2 separate regions of the Pan troglodytes genome follow, and region 1 is linked to region 2. The links are chromatin contacts, called in public Hi-C maps. All regions are on one chromosome and are shown on one strand. Each heading gives the region's core, a stretch centred on a gene start, on an enhancer-like site or on the middle of the called end of the contact. The rest is flanking DNA. Distances are from core to core; before and after follow the strand shown.

What was found. A called contact is a pair of places that touch in the nucleus more often than the background predicts.
Region 1: a Hi-C map of stem cell-derived neural progenitor cells shows a contact between it and region 2, with 3 times the contacts expected there. The contact joins the promoter of DPF3 here to the enhancer-like site in region 2. A contact is called at or near these places in 2 of 7 Hi-C or Micro-C datasets (induced pluripotent stem cells and stem cell-derived neural progenitor cells) and 1 of 1 datasets of contacts at active chromatin or transcription factors (stem cell-derived excitatory neurons).

Annotation. Positions count from the first base shown.
Region 1 is chr15:70,867,476-70,874,288 of NHGRI_mPanTro3-v2.0_pri, forward strand. It overlaps DPF3 (double PHD fingers 3), which reads right to left and starts at 2,923. Exons shown (of 11, transcript XM_054666070.2): 1 at 2,861-2,923. The coding sequence starts at 2,892.
Region 2 is chr15:70,681,695-70,688,052 of NHGRI_mPanTro3-v2.0_pri, forward strand. All of the region lies in intron 6 of DPF3 (double PHD fingers 3), which reads right to left. Among named protein-coding and RNA genes, the nearest start is that of DPF3, 190 kb to the right of the region's middle. Within about 2 kb of position 2,632, at least 8 of the 24 cell types and tissues checked have an H3K27ac peak or open chromatin away from gene starts, as enhancers often do. A contact at or near this core is called in stem cell-derived neural progenitor cells, where this site is marked.

The DNA.
Region 1 (6,813 bases), core at 1,673-4,172, 190 kb after region 2:
TAGCCCATACTCAGCGTAGGCAGAGCCCTGCATAGGTGCTGCTGGAAATCTGAGCTTGTTTCTTCCCAACACATTAACTACCACCACTTTATCCCCCCATCCTGAGGAAACCTTTGTGTGACCATTTTCTGTAGGGGACGTCCGTGGTGTTGGCTTTTTTTTTTTTTTTTTTTTTTTTTTGGAGGGAAGAGAGAGACTCAGAACGCACACAGAGAAAATGCTAATGTCATTCAGCTCTGTTTCATTGTCAGGAGGGACACATGAGGATAAAAACATAGCTCTCCAAACCATTCTCCCCGCTACCCCTCCTCCCTGCACCACCACCATCCCTTCGGCTGGATGTGTCTCTGCACTTTGTTCTAATTTATCCCATGCATAATTTATTCACGTGTGTATTGTTTCCTGATCAGCAACTTTTAAAAACAAATGAAATAAATAAGATGTTTTATTAAACAAGTTATTTTTAAAAAAATAAAGGCAGATGGTGTCCCTCTCCCAATAACAACGTGTGTGCTCCTGCGTTAGGAGTTGTCAAAAACTGTCCAGGGTGTGAGAGGCTGGGCTGGTCAGTGGTATTGTTTACACCCCTTTACTCACAGGGAAAGGGTCTGGGAAGCAGAAAGGAATGGCTAATTATAAATGGCCAAGCAACTCCCACCTAGAAAAAGCAAGCAGGGGCATTGTGTGTATGCTAGTGTGTGCATGTGTGTGGCAACACAATTACAAATACATCACATTGCAACTGTTTCTAATTATACGAAGTACAATTCAGAACTAATTCCACTAACCGGCCAGAATTCCGCCACCTTCTTTCCCGCGTCTGTCCCTTCCCCCACCCTTAACCCCACCCTACACAGACTCCCTCCCCAAACACGCACCCTAGTGTGATCCAAAAAACCCTGGAGCGAGTAGGGGAACACAAGCTTAGAGATACTGCGCCCGCCCGCGCGAAAGCGGGCTCCCGGGTAACTAGGGTACGGCTTTCCCAGGAGGAAACAAACCTGGTGCACATGTGAAATAGGTTCTCTAACTTGAGTTTACCAGGTGGCATCAGCCCGGTTATGTGATTTCGGCTGGAAATGGGGAAACTGCAAATCAGTTGTGGGTTCGGTAGAAACAGCATCAGCGGTGTTGCAGCGAAAGCAACCGGCAGCGAGGATGCGGCGAAGTTACGCCCATTTATTCTGCCATAAAACATTTTCTTTCTTGGGTGAAACGCTGTGGCGTTCAAGCGCAGTGTATCCGAGCTTCCGAGCCAGAACTGAAGCCAGGAGCTCCTATCTGATCAGCCTCAGCTTCCAACGTCCTCTTAACGGCAGCTTTCATATAAATATATTTGAAACCTGGGGCCTTCCTACCCCTTTCCCTATTTCTGATGGGCGACGAGCTGGCGCAAACACGTCCGATTCTCCCTGTGCATTCCTTTGCGTTAGGAACCCCCCTACCGTCCCCGGGAGCGAACCTGGTTTTCAACTCCAGGAGTGGCCAGGGGTGAAGACGAGAATGCGCTGAATTAAAAGAACCAGGGTCGACAGCGGCCACGCACCAGGGAGAATTCGGCATGAACCGCCCCCCACCCGACCTGCACCTCCCTCTCCCCCTTCGCCTGCGGCTTCTTCCGGGCGGGGAAGTCCCGGTCGAAGGGGTGAGGACCCCCCAGCCCACCTCGGATACGGAGGGAGCCACCCTCTGCCGATATCACCCAATAGCACCCCTTTCAGAGCGACACTAGTTTTCCGAGGGCACCCCTGGCTCCGCGATCGCGAGCGGACTTGGCGGCTTAACAGTTCCACCGACTGGAAGGAAGGAAGGAAGGAAGGAAGCCAGGATGAAAAGGAGGAGGAAGGCAGGCAGGCAGAAATTGGCTGTTGGACCCGGGGCTGGCCCCCGCGAGTCCTCGCCCGGCCCGCCCCACTCTGTCCAGGATCTGGGCAAGCGCTCAAAGTCTCCCCGAGGCGGCCAGAGGCACCTGCCCCTCGCCCGGCCGGGAGCAGACGCTGCCCCCTCGGGCCAGGAGCCCCAAAACCGCCTCTCCGCCTGCCTCAGCGCCTCACCCTGAGGTGGCGAGAACACCATTCATAAGACCTGCGGCTTCCCTGCCTCCAAATCCACCCCAAGTTAACCCGAATCGTTAATCCACTAAAGCCAGCTCGCTCGCAAACACAGGAGCAGACACACGCGCGATCGCCCGGAGCGCCTCCGAGATCCGGGGGCTGCCGGGGAAAGCCCGGGGCGACCACCTGGGCCCCAGCACGCCCGGGACCCGCTGCTTCCCCCGCGGTGCTCCAACTCCGGAAGGTTTGCACAAACTCCCCGCGAGCGATCGGAAAGCGAAGAGCGCCCTGCAAACTCCGGAGCCTCCGCGGTCCGTCCGCTGGACCCAGCCGACCCAGCGGCGGGGCGGGGGCCGCGGGCTCGGGGGCGCGGGGCTCGGCCAAGTACACCGAGGCGGCCCCTGCCCGACGCTCGCCCCCCGCCCAGCAGCCCCCGGAGCCGCGCTCCCTGCCCGCGAGGCGGGGGACTCCGGGGACCGCGCCGTCCCCGAGCTCCCGCGACCCCCCTGCTGTAGAGCGCTCGAGCGCCGGGCTTCTCCGCCTGCAACCCCTATATCTGGCTCTCTCTGCAATTTAGCAGAACACAAATGTAACAATTTTCTTCTTGTTAATTGCATCTCCTGACATTTCTGCGCGTTGGGGGAAAAAAAGAAGATGAAGAAGTAAGAGCTGAAAGAAGAGAGAAGCCCCGCCGCGGCTGGAGGCGCCTGCAAGCGCAATGCCCTGGCAGCGCTCGCCACGCAGAAGGCGCCTTTTTTTTCATATTGAAACCACGCGGAATATGTACATTTTTTAGTCTTACTTACGCTTTCAGGGGGTTGTGAATGACAGTCGCCATTTTGCTACAATGTAACAGAATATTGTCTGTCTCAGAGTTCTAAAGGTTCGCTCAGGGGAAGCGACGGGCCAATCACAGCGCGGGATACCGGCCCGCCGGCCAATCGGCGCTGCTGGTAGCTAGGTGGGCGGGGCCTGCGCCGTGGTAGTTATTAGGGGAGCTGTCAAAGCCCAGAGGTCACTCCCTTTTGTAGAGCCCGAGAGCCAGCAGGTCTTAAAGGGGCAGTACCGCGCTGGCAGCTCCTTTTCGGGCTGGGGAAAGTGGAGACGCACGGGAGAGTATTATAGTTTGGTTTAACTCCCTGCTTTTCTAAATAACTGCAGAAGAGTTTGCGCTCCCGGACAGAAATATTTAAATATTGCCAGCAAGCCACTGAATCCTATTCATTAGCCTTTGGCTTTGCGTATCAACATTTTTAATCCCCCAAAGGGTAAATCCCCGTGTTTCAGTGCAAAAGTTGGAAGGCTGCCGTTTCGTGTAACAAATTACTACATGTGCTCTGCCGTTTGCTAATGCTCTGGGTCCTGCCGCTTTTTAATATTCTTATTCCCGAAGTGTTCTCTTTATCTCGGCCACCTTCCTCTCTCGCTTCTTGGAACTGCCGCTGCTGTTCCTGGCGACTCCAGGACAGCAACTCACCCTCCCCCTGGAACGTCTCAATGTCAGGCTCGCTCCCTCCTGCAGCCAGGGCTTTCCTTACGTAGTGCAGGGGGGTTACTCTGCGCGGTTCCCCGCTACCACCCCTTCGGTTCTTCCCTCTACACCAGAAACTTCCAAAATGCTCAGATTCCTGCTAGGTGGTGGGACCTGGAGCTCTGATCTTTAGGCTTAGGGGTAGGGAGGACTTAAGGCAACCTTTGGAAACTTTCTACTGCTAGGAAGCAAGTGACTAGGCAGAAGTTGTAGAGCCTGGACTGGGTGTTATCAGGGTCCCTTTAGAGGAGTGGCACACGCGATTCTGGCGTCACCTTTCACTACTTAGATAGAAGGTGGAAAGAATTTGCTAATGAATAATCCGATGTGACCCGAGGCGTCCAATGAGTCTGTGTCTGCTTCAAGTCAGTGTGAACTCTTCACTGGCGAGCCCCTGACAAAACTGGGAGACTTCTGCGAAGTCAGGCTTCCACTGGGCACCGGGAAGCTCTGGGTGGATGAAATCGCAATAAATCGCGAATAGGGTAGGGGCCTCGTTAGCATACAGAAGTCTGGCTACCATTCCAAAGCTGTTTCATCAGGTCAAATAGCTAAGATAGTGGGGGAGGGGTGGCAAGGGGAGAGAAGTTGCCAAATTGCCAGTTCTTCAAAGCTATGCCCTCTCGCTTCCTTTTGCTCCTCTCAAGACAATGAATAAAATAAAATAAACATTCCAGAATTTTAAGAGTTCAACTACATACACTATTAGATTTACAGATAAACAGAACGTGGCTGAATCACTATGTTTTTTAAAGATTTGAAATCTTTAACTCCTCTCTGCGTATTTAAGAAGCAGAATTGAGTTCTATAGATTCCTTTGTAAATTCTTTGCATAGCATCTTGGCAGAGATTACAGTTTGAAAAAGTTGTCTCCTTTTCCAAAATTGAAGTTTGAAAAATCCCTTCTTTACTAATTTGACAAGAAATTGGTTCAGAAGCCTATACTTTGCCTGAGGTGGGCCTTGACATCATTGAAAAGCAAGAGCTGTATTCTGACCCAAGAAGTATGAGTTTGAATTATCAGTTAGAACTCCCAATAACCTCTTTGAGGTATCAAAGACACAACAATTCAGATTAGTAGACGACAACGTATTTTCTTACATGCAGCCTGATAAAGTAGGAAATGTAGAGCATGTCCTGAACAAGATTTACAATGGGGGAAGAGAGAAAAAACAAATGTATATTACATATTAAAGAAAACACATACTCTAAGCATGTACATATCATTTATTGTGTTAAGGCCTGGATGCAGAAACCAGCATAATCTCTAACTACCTAACGAACTTGAAAATGTCAGATCAGATTTATTGATTGGATTGGAAAATAGTGAATTAAAGACAGTACTTTAAAAAAAAAAAAAAGGATAGCCTTACTTTTTGTAACCCAATGGAATGTCATTTTAACTCTATCAATACAGTTATGACTTTTAAAGAAACACTTATATTTAACAAAAGAGTTATTTTAACTTTAGTGTTTACATTATAGATCAAAATATAAAGATTTCTTTTTTTTTTTTTTTTTTTTAACCAGAAGGTTCAAAAGCAAAGAGTAGGCATGTTTAAAGAGGACAGTATCCTTAAACAGTTTTGGAGAAGTTTGGCAGTTCTGGGGCAATTTCATAGTGCTGTACATGGCAGAAGTATGAGCTCTGGAATCTACCAGCCTGAGTCCACTATTTACCAGCTGGGTTACCTTGGGCATATTTACTTGCCAGGATTAAATGAGGTAATACATGTCAAGTGTCTGACACACAGCAAGCTTTCAATCCATGTTATTATTTCTTACAGAGATAATTCTTTCCTTACGGCATATGGAATGTAGGGAATCCAAAAAACAAGGCACAACAGAAAGTGAAATTAGCCATCACATTTAGTTTTCTAAACTCGTTAATCCAAGAAAAATGAGCAAATGGACAACTTGGATTAGAATAAAATAATAAATAAGAATGATGTTTCAATGAGGGGTCACATAACTACATAACCCTAAAAAAGGCTTCTTGCTGATTGTGATACCAAAACACTTTTTAAATTTTTTTTTTTTTTTTCTGAGATGGAGTTTCGCTCTTTTTGCCCAGGCTGGAGTGCAGTGGTGTGATCTCAGCTCACTGCAACCTCCACCTCCCGGGTTCAAGCAATTCTCCTGCCTCAGCCTCCCGAGTAGCTGGGATTACAGGTGCCCGCCACCACGTCCAGCTAATTTTTTGTATTTTTAGTAGAGACAGGGTTTCACCACGTTGGCCAGGCTGGCCAGGCTGGTCTCAAACTTCTGAATTCAGGTGATCCACCCATCTCAGCCTCCCAAAGCCCTGGAGTTTTTTGTCGTTGTTGTTATTGTTTTCAGACAGGGTCTTGCTCTGTTGCTCAGGCTGGAGTGCAGTGGTGCAAACACAGCTCAACATAACTCACTGCAGCCTCAAACTCTTGGGGTCAAGTGATCCTCCCACTTCAACCTCCCAAGTAGCTGAGACCACAGGACAAACCACCATACTCAGTTCATTTTTTAATTTTTTGTAGAGACCAGGTAACACTATGTTGCCCAGACTGATCTCAAACTCCTGGACTCATATGATCCTCCCACCTCAGCCTCCAAAAGTTCTGGGATCACAGGCATGAACTACCGCACCCATAGCCTAAAATCCCATTTCTAAAGCTCCATAGCTATTCATATATTTGAATACACTTCATTGTATTCTATCCCTTTTATCTTGATTTAGCTAGTTAGGCAGCTTAATTTGGAGAGCAGAGTGGCCCCAGAATAATCACCTCCACATCTCACCTGGAGAATGTTGAGCTTCACTGTCCAATATAGGAGCCATGGGCCACAGGTGACTACTGAGCACTTGAAATGTGGCTACTCCCAATTGAGATGCATTGTAAGTATAAAACAATGCACCAGATTTCAAAGACTTAGGACAAATAGAAGGTAAAATATCTCATTATAATTTTTACATTGATCATATGTTGAAATGATATTTTGGATTTACTGGATTAAAGAAAATCCATTATGAAGACTAATTTCACCTATTTCTTTTTACTTTTTTTTAATGTGGCCACTAGGAAATTTTAAATTGTACATGTGGCTGGCATTGTATTTTTATTGTACAGTGTTGCACTGTACAATAAAATGAAGAGATCTGCCTTTTTGCACTGTACAATAAAAACATATAAGAAGTGTGTGTCACCAGGGAAAGAAGTGTGGGGACCATTCTCAACCATGTTAACTCACCCT
Region 2 (6,358 bases), core at 1,382-3,881:
CAGCAGCCCGTCTTCGTGTGACCACTCCCTGCCCTGTTCCTTCAGTGCTCACTGTCCCCTCAATTAAATACCGCCCCGGCAGTGTGCTATCTCCTGCACAATATCAGCCTTTCTCCTTCCAAGCATATTGGAGAAAGAGAAAATAAGACCAAGGTGGGGGAAACCTTTGTCAAGCACATGCCATGTGCAAAGCTTTTTACATACATCATCACAGTCAGCTTTCCCACTGTGCCCCATCCCCACCACACACCGGAGGACACGGAGACTCCTGCAGCAAAATGACTTTCTCGATGTCACAGATAACAAGCAGCAGAACCACTCCAAAGTCAGGGCACATCCTGCTTCACCCAGCTCTCTGCAACCTGGCAGACCCATCAGGCTCCTTGCTTTCCTATACTCCCCACCATGACTCAAAATAAGAGAGATCAAAGGCCATGCACCAGGCCCTGCAGCCTCACAACTGTACTTCTAGGCAACAATAAAGCATTATGCAAAGGTATAGCTGGAACAGTGCTTTTTTTTTTTCTTTTTTCTTTTATTATTATTATACTTTAAGTTTTAGGGTACATGTGTACAATATGCAGGTTAGTTACATATGTATACATGTGCCATGCTGGTGTGCTGCACCCATTAACTCGTCATTTAGCATTAGGTATATCTCCTAAAGCTATCCCTCCCCCCTCCCCCCACCCCACAACAGTCCCCAGAATGTGATGTTCCCCTTCCTGTGTCCATGTGTTCTCATTGTTCAATTCCCACCTATGAGTGAGAATATGCAGTGTTTGGTTTTTTGTTCTTGCGATAGTTTACTGAGAATGATGATTTCCAATTTCATCCATGTCCCTACAAAGGACATGAACTCATCCTTTTTTATGGCTGCATAGTATTCCATGGTGTATATGTGCCACATTTTCTTAATCCAGTCTATCACTGTTGGACATTTGGGTTGATTCCAAGTCTTTGCTATTGTGAATAGTGCCGCAATAAACATACGTGTGCATGTGTCTTTATAGCAGCATGATTTATAGTCCTTTGGGTATATACCCAGTAATGGGATGGCTGGGTCAAATGGTATTTCTAGTTCTAGATCCCTGAGGATCGCCACACTGTCTTCCGCAATGGTTGAACTAGTTTACAGGAACAGTGCTTTTAATAGTAAACGGATATTAGACCATCTAAACATCTAACAGTAGAACATTGAGCAAATTACGAGACATGTCCATAAGCTGTGGCACATCTGCATAATGGAACACTATATAGCCCTAAAAACTATGTCATAAAATCTATTTATTGACACAGAAAGATGTTCCTGATGTATCACTGAGTGGGGCAGAGGGGCGTTAAAATGGTACGTATCATTTCTTAGTCGTCTTCTGTGTGCGTGTGTGTGTGTGTGTGTGGGGGTGTGTGTGTATGTGTGTATAGACAGAGACAGAATTAATCCTAGAATGGAATACAGCAAAACAAAATGTAAGTTATCTCCAAGGAGTGAGATTATGGGTGACTTTTATTTTTTCCTCTTTTTTTTTTTTTTTTTGAGACCGCGTTTTGCTCTGTCATCCAGGCTGGAGTGCAATGGCGCAAGCTCAGCTCACTGCAACCTCTGCTTTGCGTATCTGTAATTCCTGATTATTCTGCAATGAACAAATACTATTTCCATAGAAAAAGTTATTTTAAAAAAATAATGAAAAGCACCTCTACAATTGTTAATATCTACCCTATTATGGCTCATCTACACAGAAATAGGAATTGTCATGAAGTGTGCATCAAGAAACAGTTAGTGGAGAACAAGGTTGTGACTGAATAGAAAATAACTCCAGAGGGTGTGGGTCACAGCCCAGAGAAGGCAGGTGTAGGTTAGAAGGTCAAATGCCAAGATGCGAGCCCTGGAGGAGAGGAGGCAGAGATAGGAGGGTCTAGGGACAGCAAAGAGAAACTTCACCCTCTCCCCAGCCCTGCCTCTGGCCAGTCCTGCCGGAACACCTGCAACCTGTGTCCATGACACAACGGCATTTAAATATTTAAACAGACCCAGCTTTGCTGGAACGGCGCACTCAGTCTCCAGGGATCAATCCCATGCCACAAGCCCCGCTCCACAAATCAAGTTTCTGGGGGCACCGAGCCTTTCCTCCCCTCCCCCATCCCACCCCCATCCAAGGACCTGCAAGACAACTGAGTGATGAGCCCAGCTTCCCTTCCGCGACAAAGGCAGTGAGCCTGAAGGCCACGTTATTGGCTTTTCCACTGCAGCTTGAAGCCAAAAGCACGTGAGCCTTAAAGAATATGGGCCTTAATGCCCTCAAAAAATTTTTTTTCTTAGCAAAACTGCAAGAGTCATCTAACTCTCCCTGCTGCACTCAGGTAGGGGTAAAACCAGGGTAGTTTGAAAGAGGTTGAGGTCAAGCAGATTTTCTGGGACTGCCTTGGGCTCAAGCTTTTGTCTGTCCAGTCAGCAGATCCACCCATCCCATTGCACCTCTTGGCCTGTGGCACAGTTTCCCGTGGTATTCCCCAATCCACTGCTCCCTTCATGTCCTCCAGACATCTTGCCTCCCTAGTAAAGAGCATCATTGTTAAGCTGCTGCCTGGGAAGAAAGGCCCACTGTGTGGGGAAGGAGTGCTGATCAGGGCAGTCCGGAGGCCCAAAGGAGGAGCCATCCCCTCATGGACAAAGGAGGAAACCAGTGCCATAGCAACTGAGGTGTAGAACCAGGACTAAACGTCCAGCCTGCTCCTCCCAACAGCCTGACACCCTTCTCTCTGAAGTACACCACTGCCAAGAAACAAGAGACTTTAGAACGGGAAGAGACCCTAGACCCTATTCTGATACTACCCCCACTGGGTGTGGCAACACACTCCCCGACTGGGTTTCTAGAAGGGAGGCAACAGGGTGAAGTGGCCACACAGCTGAAGATGCACATCTGTAGGGTGGAGGTGGTAGAGAACAAAGACTTTGCTGAGACAGAGGTTGCCTTGAGAGGACCCGCTCCTGGTGTGTGACACCTGACGTGACTCAGGAGTGAGTCATGCTTCTAGGAGGGCTTTAGCCATGTCTATTTGCCTTTTGTCACTAATCTAGCCTAATGCCGTAGTTGTGGGGCAGTGATTTTAATAGATTTAAATTTAAAAGACTGGAAATCATATAATTCCTTCCATCCTACTTCAATTGTAACTACTACCTGACTCCAGCCTGCCCGCCTGATGCCTAGAAATTGCCCATCGACAGCGGCCAGGGCTTCACCTCATAAGTAAGTTGTGCGTTCTCATTAATTAACTTTGAAAACGCTTTTTCCGCAGACTTCAAGAGAATGAAACTCCAGGGTAGGAGAGCATATGTAAGGGGCAGTTAGTATGGAAGATGTCCTAGGGTATGGCAGTTCTAGAGCTGAGGACACTGGGATCATATCCCACTGTTCGCATCCTAGATCCCAGCTGTGTGACCATGGACAAGGCCCTACACCTCTCTGAGCCTCAGTTTCTTCACGGTAAAGTGAGGTCAACTGTCCCTGCCTCTCCAGGTTGGTGTGGGGGTTTACAGAGATAATCCATGTGAAACACTTAGCCTAGCGCTCTACACACCCTAAGCACCTACTCACAGGAATTAAGACCATGATTCAGAAAACACTTCGAGGAAAAAAGAAAACTTCCTGCACTGCTTCCCTTGTGTCTAGCAAAAGGGCATATGCCTGCTTTGCTCCTCCCTGCATGGCTAATGCTTAGAGACAAAATGTTCTCCCTGAATATCACATCGTCATCACCAACTTCTTTTCTATGATGTTTCTTGAACAAAGAAAATGGAAAAGTGGGTCTCTCATCAGGAGTCTGCTCCAATGACGCTAACAGAAAAATTCGGGCTTGGGAGCAATTAGGAAGAGAAAAGGCAAACTCTTGAAATGACTTTGAAAACTTTCTAGCAGCCCAAACCCAAGGATTCCTTCCACCTGCCTGTCCCCAGTTATCATCCTGCCTACAAAATGGGGCTAAGGATACTGCTAGGATTTAAAGCGATTAAGTGAATTAAAAATCAAGCGCTGGATAGCTGAGTTGTATATCAATGCGAAATAAATGGAAAGAATAGATTCTAAGGAGACCAACTAAAACACTGATGCAAGCCAGTGGCAACCTGCCTGGAGAATTCCTGGAGACTCCAGAATGTCCAGATGCAAAAAGCAGAAAATAATAAGAGCTGAGCAGTCAGGAGCCAGAAGCCTTCATGTTTAAATGAAGTAGACTTGTCACTGTCAAAAGCCAGTATACACAAGAATCCCCTGAAGAGCGCTCAGAAAATGCAGGCCCCTTGGCCTTCCCTCCAGTGATTCTGATACCGGAGGTCTGATGTGGGGCCCAGGAGTCTGAATTCTAAGAAGCGTCTAGGCATTGCTGTGCAGCTGGTCCGGGCCTACACTTTCACAAACACCAACAGCCTTTTCCACAATGTCCTATTCAGTTGCTTTCTTTGTGCATAAGAAACACTTTTCCTTAAGCAAGAGATTAAAAGGGAAGAAACAGAACTTTAACCCTTAAGCTTGGTAAACTTTCAAGGTAATTAAAAGAGACTGGTTACTTGCTGGAAAACAAAGTATTCATACATCCATACACCATGGATTGGGTAAAACATAAATCATGTTCAGGTGATTTAACATTTCTCTGAGATGGAAGAAATTCAATGACTGAGTAAAAGGCATCAAGCAAACTCTCTATCACCCGGAGTTAGCAGCTACAATAATATTCAAGCCACCCATTTTGCAAAGGAAGCTTGGAGCAAGAACACATAGGACCACTATATTCAGGAATGCATTCCAGGAAGGGTTAAATAAATCACATCAGAATATAGCTTATTACCACTACACATAAACCCAGAAAGGGGTTGGGGTCCAAGGTGATCTAATATTTTCATAAATAACTTGAAAGATGGAGTGGGAATTATGCAAATCACACCATAGATGATACAAAAATGGCAGGGATGGCAAATCTGTGGAGAATGAAATTTAACTACTGGGCAATGTCTTTAAATTTGCCTTTATTGAATCTTGTATATTGAAGTCACATATTATTGGATCTGTTTATTGAGACTCAATGGGACCAAATGCAGAGTGATTTATGGAAGAAGGAATAATCAAATGCATAAGTAGAAAAGAGCATGCACCTGGAGAGGCATCGACACCGGGGCTGGGACAGGCTCCGACTAGTAAGCTGTTGAGAGGGTGGACAGGGCATAAGTAAGGAGATATGTCCGCTGCTCTTTGAGCCACCTGGACTTGATGCTACTTCTTAGGAGTGCCATGCTTAAGTGTAGACCTGGAAGGGAATTCCAAGCAGGGTGCCATAGAGACTATGGGGTGGGGCCCTAAGTCAACCAAGAATATATGGGATGTTCAGAAGGTCTCCCAGATGGACAAAGCCCTAATGTGCCTATTCGTAGGGGAAAGATACGCAAACGACAAGGGGACCTGTAGGAGAGAAAATCTTCAGCTCCTATTAAGGAAAAACACTCATTCGAAGCACAGCTGGCATCATGGAAGAAAGGGCAGCTTATGGTAACACCATCCCTAGGGACGCTCGAGGAGGCAGCCAGACACCTCTCTACTTAGGATGCATTAGAGATTATTAAAAGCACTCCTTGCCCAGTTTGGGGGTGGTGGGGGTGGGCCTTGTGACCTCTCCAAAGGTCATTTCTATCCCAAAGGATCACATGTCTGAAGGGCACCAGATAAAAATAAAGTCTATTAATCACCGAGCTGCCACACAATTTCCAAAGAGAGCCAGAACAGAGAAGGGCAATCGACGGTGGCCCCTGCTCCACCGAGGGAGGGAGAGGAGGCAGCACGCATGTGGACAGAGCCAAGAAAGCAGCCGCTGAGACTTCCAGAAAGCCTGCCGTCAGGCCTCCCAGGCACTACAGGGCACACAGAAGGTGGGAGAGAGCCTGCGGGGAGGGCATCGAGAGAAGCAAACGTCACTGAGAGTCCCGAAACAAAGCCACGGGGACTCAGGAGACAGTGTGTGATGCAAGCACTTTGCAGAAAGAGGGGTGCCCAGTAAGAGAGGGATGCCCACAAACAGCACTTCATGGAGATGATCCACAAGGAGGCAGAAGTCAGAGGCAAAGGTGGGAGGAGAGGAACTGGGAGGGGATGAAGTCAGAGAAAAGGGCACACAGGTGTGTGTGTCTGGGAGTCCATGGGATTATGATGGGCTGGGAATCCAATGAAAGCTGCAGAGATAGAGCAAAAAGGGATCCCACGGTCTATAGTAGCAGACAATTACATACGAAGATAAAGCATTTTAAAAGAGGAACAAATGGCTGGGTGCAGTGGCTCACACCTGTAATCCCAGCACTCTGGGAGGCTGAGGCAGG